Linked DNA regions of Mus musculus: region 1 is linked to region 2. The links are chromatin contacts, called in public HiChIP or PLAC-seq maps. All regions are on one chromosome and are shown on one strand. The core of a region is the stretch at or near the end of the contact, and the rest is flanking DNA. Distances in the headings are between cores, read along the strand shown.

Region 1 (4,406 bases), core at 692-3,191, 220 kb after region 2:
GAGCACAGGGTGAGTGACAGAACACAGATGCTCAACTTCTTCTTTAATGAAGAAATAGGAAAACAGACAAACAAAATCCACAGAAACAAAAAGCAAAACATAAGTCCCCCCCCCCCAAATGATAGGCAACATGACTTAGAATAGGGGACGAAGGGGAAATAACTGAAGGACTGTCCTCTGAATTCCAGTCAGAGAGTGAAAGACAGCTTAAAACAGAGCTGTGCAAAGGCGCTTAACTCTCTGCATTGAAGGAAACTGTCCAGTTGCCATTTCTTCTTCTAGATTTCCAAATACTGTTTCCTAGTATGTGACTGTGAGAAAGGCTAGCAGTGGGAAGGAAGAAGTTCATAGCTCCCACAGTTTACAAGGAAGGAAGCTGGGACTCTGACATTCCCAGAAAGGATAAAGAAAAACCAAAACCCTCCCTGAAAGAGCTTCCCAGGTCAAAGTGAGGTTAATCTCTGCCAACTGACCACTATGAATGAAAACCGCTGAGCATGGAGGATATGGTTTTGGATTTTGCTTTTATTGATTTTTTGCTTTAACCAATAGCAATTTGGGGGCCTTGGTGCAATTATAGTTGATGGAGGTCAGACAATGAAGACTGTGGGTTTCCAGGCTCCTCTTGATAATTTAGGAGTGAATGATGTCAAATATTTACTCGGGCCACGAATCCAATGCACTTCCTCCTCCTGTCTATTTAGTGTCACGTGACAGAAAGTGTCCCACACATGACAACTGTCACTCATCACAGCTTATCTGATACAATAATCTCAAGAAGCAGGGGTAGCTTCTCCACAGGAGATAGGGAGAAGAAAGTGACCGCCAACAGTTTTAAACATTCCCCACAGCAGAGTATACAACAGGAGCAACTAGATTTAAATCCAACATTCCAGATGTCAAGAGCTCTAATGCCCTGTATACCCAGGGCATTATGAGCAGCACAGCTCACAATTTTGCCAATTCTCTAGTTTAGGAATTCAAGAAATATTTTTGAAAGAAAGGTTTTTAAATCTAAAGTCCTAGCATTTTTTACCTACGTTCCCCCCCCCCCCAAAAAAAGTTTGTAGTCAGAGGCAGTGGTGATACACACCTTTAATCCTAGCACTTCGAAGGCAGAGGCAAGTGAATCTCTGAGTATTTGAGGCCAGCCTGGTCTACAGAGTGAGTTCCAGAAGCCAGGCCTATACAAAACAAACAAACAAACAAACAAATAAATAAATAAGTGTGGATCATTAGAACATGGGAGGGACCTGTGGTCTTTCTAAGTCTGTGCCTTTATGAACAGGCCCTGACCATTGAGACTGGTAGGAAATGACCCTTGTGCTGCTCAATTCAGAGGCCTCAAACCTTTGACCACATCTCAATATTTGTGGGCTCTTTGTCCCTATAACCAGCACTCTTACTTCAATTCCCAACCTTTAAACTCCTAAGGTCATGGAAACATTAATAATGGCCTTCCTTCATGAAACCTCAAGTTCTCTCCCACTTGCACTTCTGACCCATTTACTTACTCTGAAGCCAACAGCAGCAGCCTACTAAACAGCAGTTTCTCAGTAGGAACTCTGAATCTTTCCTCAACATCTTGGACCAAAGAACAGCAGAGCTACAGGAACCTTTATATCTTCGCAGCCTTTTGTCCATACAAACCAATTATGTAACTTAAATTTTTTCCTAGCTTTAATTTTGTGGGGGTTTTGCTTGCTATGGGGAAAGACTATGCTGGCAGTTCCATCTCTTGGCTATTACTAGGCTACACACACACACACACACACACACACACACACACACACACACACACGAGGGAGTACAGACAGACATGGAGACACACAGAAAAAAAAGCAGACACAGAGAAACACCTAAGCTGGCAGCCTGTAGTGATGCACAGACAAAATATAAAGAAAAAGCTTTCCAAAGAGGTTAAGCAAGCATTGCGCAATCAATGCACTGATGTATTGCTTTGTAGCTGGTAGAACTAAACAAAGCAGCAGCTATTTATTGCCAACAGAACAGCATTTTCAGCTGAAATGATAATAATAGCAATTAATGCTCCCTCTGAATTTAATATCTGTGAGGCACTATGGACTAAATGCCTTCCATGAACAATTTTACCCATGAATATAAATGTGTCATGGCAATTTTACAGACTGTAGGGAGGGTAGGGAAGGTTGAGTAACTCGCATGGTGGTGATTAATAATGGAGCCAAGACTGAAGCCCAGGGTGACAATTGTGCTGCACAGGAGGTCTCTGCCAGTAAATGCCTGACCACACTGGTGTCAAAGCCCAGCTATCTCTGTTTTGCTTATTGATCTGTTGACGGAACTCAAAATATCACTCAACTCATTTTGAAAAATTGAGCAATTCATAAAATATTTGGGTGTCAAAATGCATACAGCCACCGGCTCCATCCATCATAACGATCTTTTACTTGTCTCCAGGAAAAGGTACGTGTTATATACAATGGAAATTTATTCAGTGGTAAAGAAGACTAAAGCTACGAAATTTGCAGGAGAAATGGATAGATACGGACAGTTATCTTCAGTGATGTAACCTAGGTCCACAGAGACAAATGCCACATGGCCTCCCTTGTATGCAGATCCTATCTATAGATTCTTTTTTCTTTTTTAGTCATAGGTTTATCATTATCACTGACTGATGGTAAAGGACAGAAAGACAAAAGGAGCTATTACAGAGAGAAGTGATAATAAAATCCATCAGAGATGAAAGGGAGTGGGCACTGGGCAAGATAGAAAAAGCCAAGCCGGGAGGAGGCCAGGAGGATATGGAAGAAGAAGGAGTAATAAAACTAAAGATAGGTAGATATAGATATATAGACAGATATATACCATATAGAAGAACCCACTATTTTATGTGGTTATTGAACACATAACCTGAAAAAAACCAGGGAGATGGCTCAGTGATGTTGTGTGTTCACTGCTCTGGCAGGGTACTTAGGTCCCAGCACAGCACAGCAACCACATCAAACAGCACACACCTACCTGTCTGAAACTCAGGTACAGGAAAAGTGAATCTCTCTTTTCACTTCTGCAGGCTCCTGCATACATGTGTACTCAGGTACACACACACCCACATGCACATACAAAAAAAAAAAAAAACTGAAAGGAATTAAGAGTGGGTACTAAGGCTCTTCCTGGAAGCTGTAGGTTATTAAATAAAATCCCCAGTGCCAGTTGTGGAACACCTCCCTATGGCCAATGAGATCCTAAAAGGTTATTGCCCCAGATCTGTGTTGCTACCTGGACCTTGACAGTAAGGCTCTAATGCTGAAGATACCCCATACTCAGAGAAAACAAACGACAGCTCAGCTAGAAGCTTCTTCCTAAGAACCTCATCCATCTTCATAGCGTCAGGAGTAGTTACATAGACTGCTGGGGGTCGGGGAGTCATCAACGATTTGACCCAGTTGTCAATCGTAACTGATAAGCAATTCTGTGCCCTCTGATGCAATAGTGGCATGACCGTTATAAGGACAACCAATCAACCCCACTGGATTTGAGGCCAGTTTTACAGGAAGGACCTTATGCCTGTTTCTGTAAATTTTGTCGAGAGTCCATGGCTATGGCCATCATAGGCCATAACGGGGGACCTACTACCATCTTTTTGGCTAAATTGTCTTGTTGTCAAACTACCCTCTAAATATTCTATCTTATAGCCATAGGCTAGTACTATTCTTAATCTTAGTCAGAGAAGCTGCTTACCACAGTAGACAGTGTTCAATATCTTGTCACCTATAAGTGACAAGAATAAGTAGTGATGCAGTGCTCATCAGCAAATGGGACAGTTGTCACTTCCTCCATGGTTCAGAGACCATCACAGGAGAATGTGTTGAAAATAATGTCAGGGAGAGAAGAGAGAATAGGGAGACATGCTGCATAAAGACATCTCCTGGATATGATGCAACTCATGAACTGACTTCATCTTTGGTAATCTGCATAAGACACACTCAAGATTGAGAATGTAAACATTTCATCACGGACAGGAAAGAGGCCCATGAGACGAGATCCCTCTACAAGGGACTATTGTCAATCTGTGGTCGTTGGGCAAGAGGATCATTTTATTCTATTGTAAATTCACTGATAAGTAGCCCCTGTTCCAGGCAAATACCTCTTAGCCACATAGGCAAGAAACTCTACCTAAATTCAATGGTCCACAGACAAAAATAACTATTACATATGCTTAGACTTCCAGAGTCTCCCTATCCACCTTAACTCTAATATCAACAGAGAAAGGTGTGCGAGGTAGAGTTCCCATCCTCTCCCCCTTATCAGAGCAGCATGGCTGGCCTTCACATTGCTGCCTGGGAGAATTGGTAAAACCCTAGCTGGGGACCTCATTGAACCCTGACCTCATTTGACCCTGTCTTCCTATGCATCACTCATCTCCT
Region 2 (4,221 bases), core at 922-3,421:
TGTACATCCTAATGAGATTGTGTGCATTATTTAAAACATTCATACAATGTGCACCAAAGAAATTCAACCTCCCTTCCCGTGCTCCTGCAATGCATCTGTGTTGTCTAACTACTAATTTGTTATCTAATTTGTTAGGGAAGGTCCCACTTCAGTCACTGTAGCCACATCCTCATTCTTTTCAGTTTTTCCACCTTATTCACTCCACAGACAGACCTATAGAAAAAGACCTGCAACCTGAGCTCTAAAGACTATTTTGTACTCTGTTTCCCAGCATGGAGACATTTGGAACAATAAGCAACAGCTCACAAAGACAATCAGGCACATAGTAAAACAAGGCCGACGGACATTAAGGGAGTATTTACTCACTTCATATCCTCTTACAACAAAATAATCCAGAAAAAAAGCAAGCCTTCATGAAGAGGTCAAGAAATTGCAAGGTTTGTTCTCTGTTCGCAGGAATGTGAAATGGTCCAAACTTGGAAACAGTCTGAAGTGACTCCCATAGTATTCAACCATTACAGTACCAAAAGGAATTGCAAGCAGGTCTCAGAGTGATCTGTATTTCTATGGCCAGAGCATCATTCCCAATAGTCAGGAGGTGGAATCAGACAGAGTGACCACAGACAGATGAATGAAAAAGCAAATGAGAAACAAATGCTAAAGCATATGCTCATGGGTAACTTTTATTTATTTGTTTTTTCCGAGACAGGGTTTCTCTGTATAGCCTTGGCTGTCCTGGAATTCACTTTGTAGACCAGGCTGGCCTCGAACTCAGAAATCCGCCTGCCTCTGCCTCCCAAGTGCTGGGATTAAAGGCGTGCGCCACCACACCCGGCTTTATGGGTAACTTTTGAAAGCACTATGTGTTGTGAAATAAATCCAAGCCCTAAAGAACAAATACGACATAATTCCATTATACAAAATAAGTCTCATAGTGAAGTTCAGAATGATAGAAAACGAAATGATGACTTGCAGGGGCTGATAAATGCACTCAGAGTTTCTCCTTCGCAAAGTGAAGAGACCTGGAGATGGCTGATGGTGCTACAGTATGAATGTACTTAATGTCACTGAGCTGTGCATGTAGAAAAGTAAAAGGGAGGCAGGAGGGAGGACATGGGGTGGGGGGGAGGGATAAAGGTTCTTAGTAAGTACCCACTGGGATACAATTTCTACTTCAGAAAAACCTGGGACACTCCTATCACAGTCACTGCTACTGTCACCATTTTACAGAGATGTGAATGGAAGTAGACGTGGAATGAGTAAAGTGTTTGCTCAAAGCTACACAAACAGGAAGTGGCTGGCCCTGGCTGCACATTCAAACTGTCTAGTGAGGGACTTCATAATGTTTCAAACTATATTCTGTCACTTCATAAGCTGGACTGTTTGCTGTGACCCAATGTCAACTTGCAATACCAAGCAAATTAAGACCTTTACTTATTTAAAACTTTTATGGTTGGTCTGTACTTCTGGGATTATAGAAAGGGTCATTCTCTGTCTCTCAGAGTCGTACATTTATGTACCACCATGAATTATATTTACAGTGTTTTTATCATAATGTTCACAGTTTAATTTATTGAAGTTATATATACTTCATGTGAGGTTTGTCTAAGATTCTTGACATATTTGCTATCACATCCCCCACATCGTAACATCCTGATTCTCACTTAAAGCTAAGTAGTTAAGTCATACAACTAGTAAAACTGAAAGTTGCTTCTTAATGTATTCAAGGCCAATATGTATCCCATAATGCCATACCACTCTCTGTTGCCCAACTTTTAATATGCTTACAAGTCACTCAGTTTCCTAATCCTGAGTTTGGCCTTGACTCAAATATCCTTTTAGATACTAGCAATGCCAAGTTATCTTTTATGCAATATATATATTTTGAAAATCTCTTTTCAAAGACAATATTGTTATCAGTTATCTTACCAGCAAGAGCTAGAAGGTGGGACTAATGAGCTCTCACGTCTGACATCTCCTAATCTGTGATTCTCTTATGTAACAGGGTAAAGACTAGAAGCCTTATACAAAAGGTGGAGAAGGAAAAAGGGGAGCATAATTTAGAGGCAGTGAGCTTCCTTAAAACCTTGATGTCTTACTAGAGCCTAATAGGTCTAGCTTTAAAAGTTCAGCCTCTTGGTTTTCACATAACATACCCTTGACTGCGTTTATTATTAATGATCTATGAGGGATGAGGGGGAAAGTCATGTGAATGGAATCCAGAAGCCAAACAACAGCCTCTCAGAAGCAACTGAATCTCGTCCAACTGCAGCATAATTTGGGGAATGAGCTAAAAAGCAGCGCTGCAGAAAATCCGGAGCATTAAATTTAGAGATTTAATCTCTAAAAAGTGTCGCTGGAAATTAGATGGAGAGACAGGTAGAGTGGCGCAGTGTTAAGGTGTGTTCACGGTTTCTGTGTAACCCTGAACTTTCAATCAGTTGGGTCTGGAGGCTCGGAGGCAGATCTCCTTCTTCATCTACTGTTCCCTGGCTCCCTGGTGCTGGCAAACTAAGTCAGGTTTGTGAAGGGTCAAATGTATTGAACTTCTGTCAGACTTTCCAGGGTGGGTAAAAGTCAATGATTTTCATCTTAATCCCAAGGCTACGGTGTGTTCAAATTGGGAAATCTACTCCATATGTTTGTGATATTAGTTCACAGAAGTCCTAAAATGTTTCTTGAGTTTTCCAAGTTTCCTCACCTTTGTAGATTTGCCAGGTTTGAACCATTACAATTATGTATTTGACGATTATTAGCTGACACTAGTGGCCTTTGTGACAATCTAGTCTTTTCAAAGCACTTTTAAAACTTCAGTCTCTTTTACATCCCATGACACTGTCCCCTGTGCAGACACAGTAGCCTAGAGAGGTAAAGGTCTTCAAGTGTGCCCAGTTCTCTATGCCCACAGCTGGGGACTAGACAGAGACTACCCAACTCCAAAATTCAAGTTCTGTTCATCACTAGTTCTAAATCCAGATTTTTTTTTTGATGTGAGAATAGATATTATGTCTAAAATACGGACTATGCCCTGGTTTGAAAGGACAGAGAGCCCTGCAATGCTCAGCCTAGCACATTTCCCAGGTGACCTTGCAGAGATGGTAATATCAGATGGTTGGTAACTTATACAGCAGAATCTATTTATGTTGACTTTTGAAGCTGTAAATTAAATCACTCTGGGTGAAAGAAAATATAAGCAGTTTGAATTTGAACCCAAAACTTTTTTTCTACATGGGTGCTGGTACTTTGAGTGTGGCCCTCATAGTTAAACAGCAACTGCTACTAGATACTGAGCCATTTACCAGCCATAATTTTAAAACAACAACATTTAAAAAATTACTTTGACTCCTTTTCCTTTACATTAAATTGTTCTTTCAAGTGTGGTAAATATTTCCAAAGTTTCTAGAATATAAAGTGCAAACTGTTTCCCCCATAGCTGACATTTGCTCGCTTGGCAAACACTTGAGATCACTTTTTTTTAAGCCAACATGGAGAGATGATGTTGCTTGATCAAGAAAGCAAGAGAGATTTACAGGGCCAAGCTGACTTGCTGTGACTCACCAGCTCCTGACTTTGTTTGCATGAAGTTCTGTGTTATCTGTTATCTGAAGAAAACAGATATCTGACTCACTCTGGGAATATGCTAGCAGAACCTCCATCTAGCACAATAGAATATCACCAGCCATTCTCAAGGGCAAGAACTAAAAAACATGACAGCTAAAAGGTTAGAAGAGCAGAAAATAGTTTTAAGCATCTAGTCTATGCCAGATCCTGTGGCCAGTATTTCACAGAAGGCTAAGGTATTTCTTCTGGGATCTCCCAAACCTTCTTGGCTTTTTAGGTTTGGTACATTTGAACCATTGCAATTATGTATTTGATGCTTATTGTTGAACAAAGGGTGACCTTTGTGACATCACCTCCTACATAGGAAATGAAAGCTTTAGATAGAGCTAAGCTCTAACTCTAACTCCTTCTCATTTCATTAAACAGTGGACCTACATTTTAAAATGCATATGAAATACTCACTTAACTGGACTTCCATGCCCTAACAGCTATGATGAACGAATTCTTATAGAGTAATTCACACAGACATAGAACTTACCCAGTAAACATATTTTTTAATGAGGCTGACCAAAGCACACTCACATGGCCATTTAAACAGGTAAGGTGATCATTGTATTTCTTCCCTTTCCAAACAAGGTTTCCATTCATTTAAGAAATATA

Evidence for each region. HiChIP or PLAC-seq counts read pairs in DNA pulled down with a chosen protein or histone mark.
Region 1: a FOXA1 HiChIP or PLAC-seq map of pancreatic cancer cells shows a contact between it and region 2. The contact joins two enhancer-like sites. A contact is called at or near these places in 2 of 484 Hi-C or Micro-C datasets (the N1E-115 cell line and pancreatic cancer cells) and 1 of 115 datasets of contacts at active chromatin or transcription factors (pancreatic cancer cells).

What each region holds. Positions count from the first base shown.
Region 1 is chr13:28,527,175-28,531,580 of GRCm38.p6, forward strand. All of the region lies in intron 7 of 2610307P16Rik (RIKEN cDNA 2610307P16 gene), which reads right to left. Among named protein-coding and RNA genes, the nearest start is that of Gm40841, 110 kb to the left of the region's middle. Within about 2 kb of position 1,942, at least 7 of the 459 cell types and tissues checked have an H3K27ac peak or open chromatin away from gene starts, as enhancers often do. A contact at or near this core is called in pancreatic cancer cells, where this site is marked.
Region 2 is chr13:28,310,085-28,314,305 of GRCm38.p6, forward strand. No RefSeq gene overlaps it. Among named protein-coding and RNA genes, the nearest start is that of Gm34385, 16 kb to the left of the region's middle. Within about 2 kb of position 2,172, at least 37 of the 459 cell types and tissues checked have an H3K27ac peak or open chromatin away from gene starts, as enhancers often do. A contact at or near this core is called in pancreatic cancer cells, where this site is marked.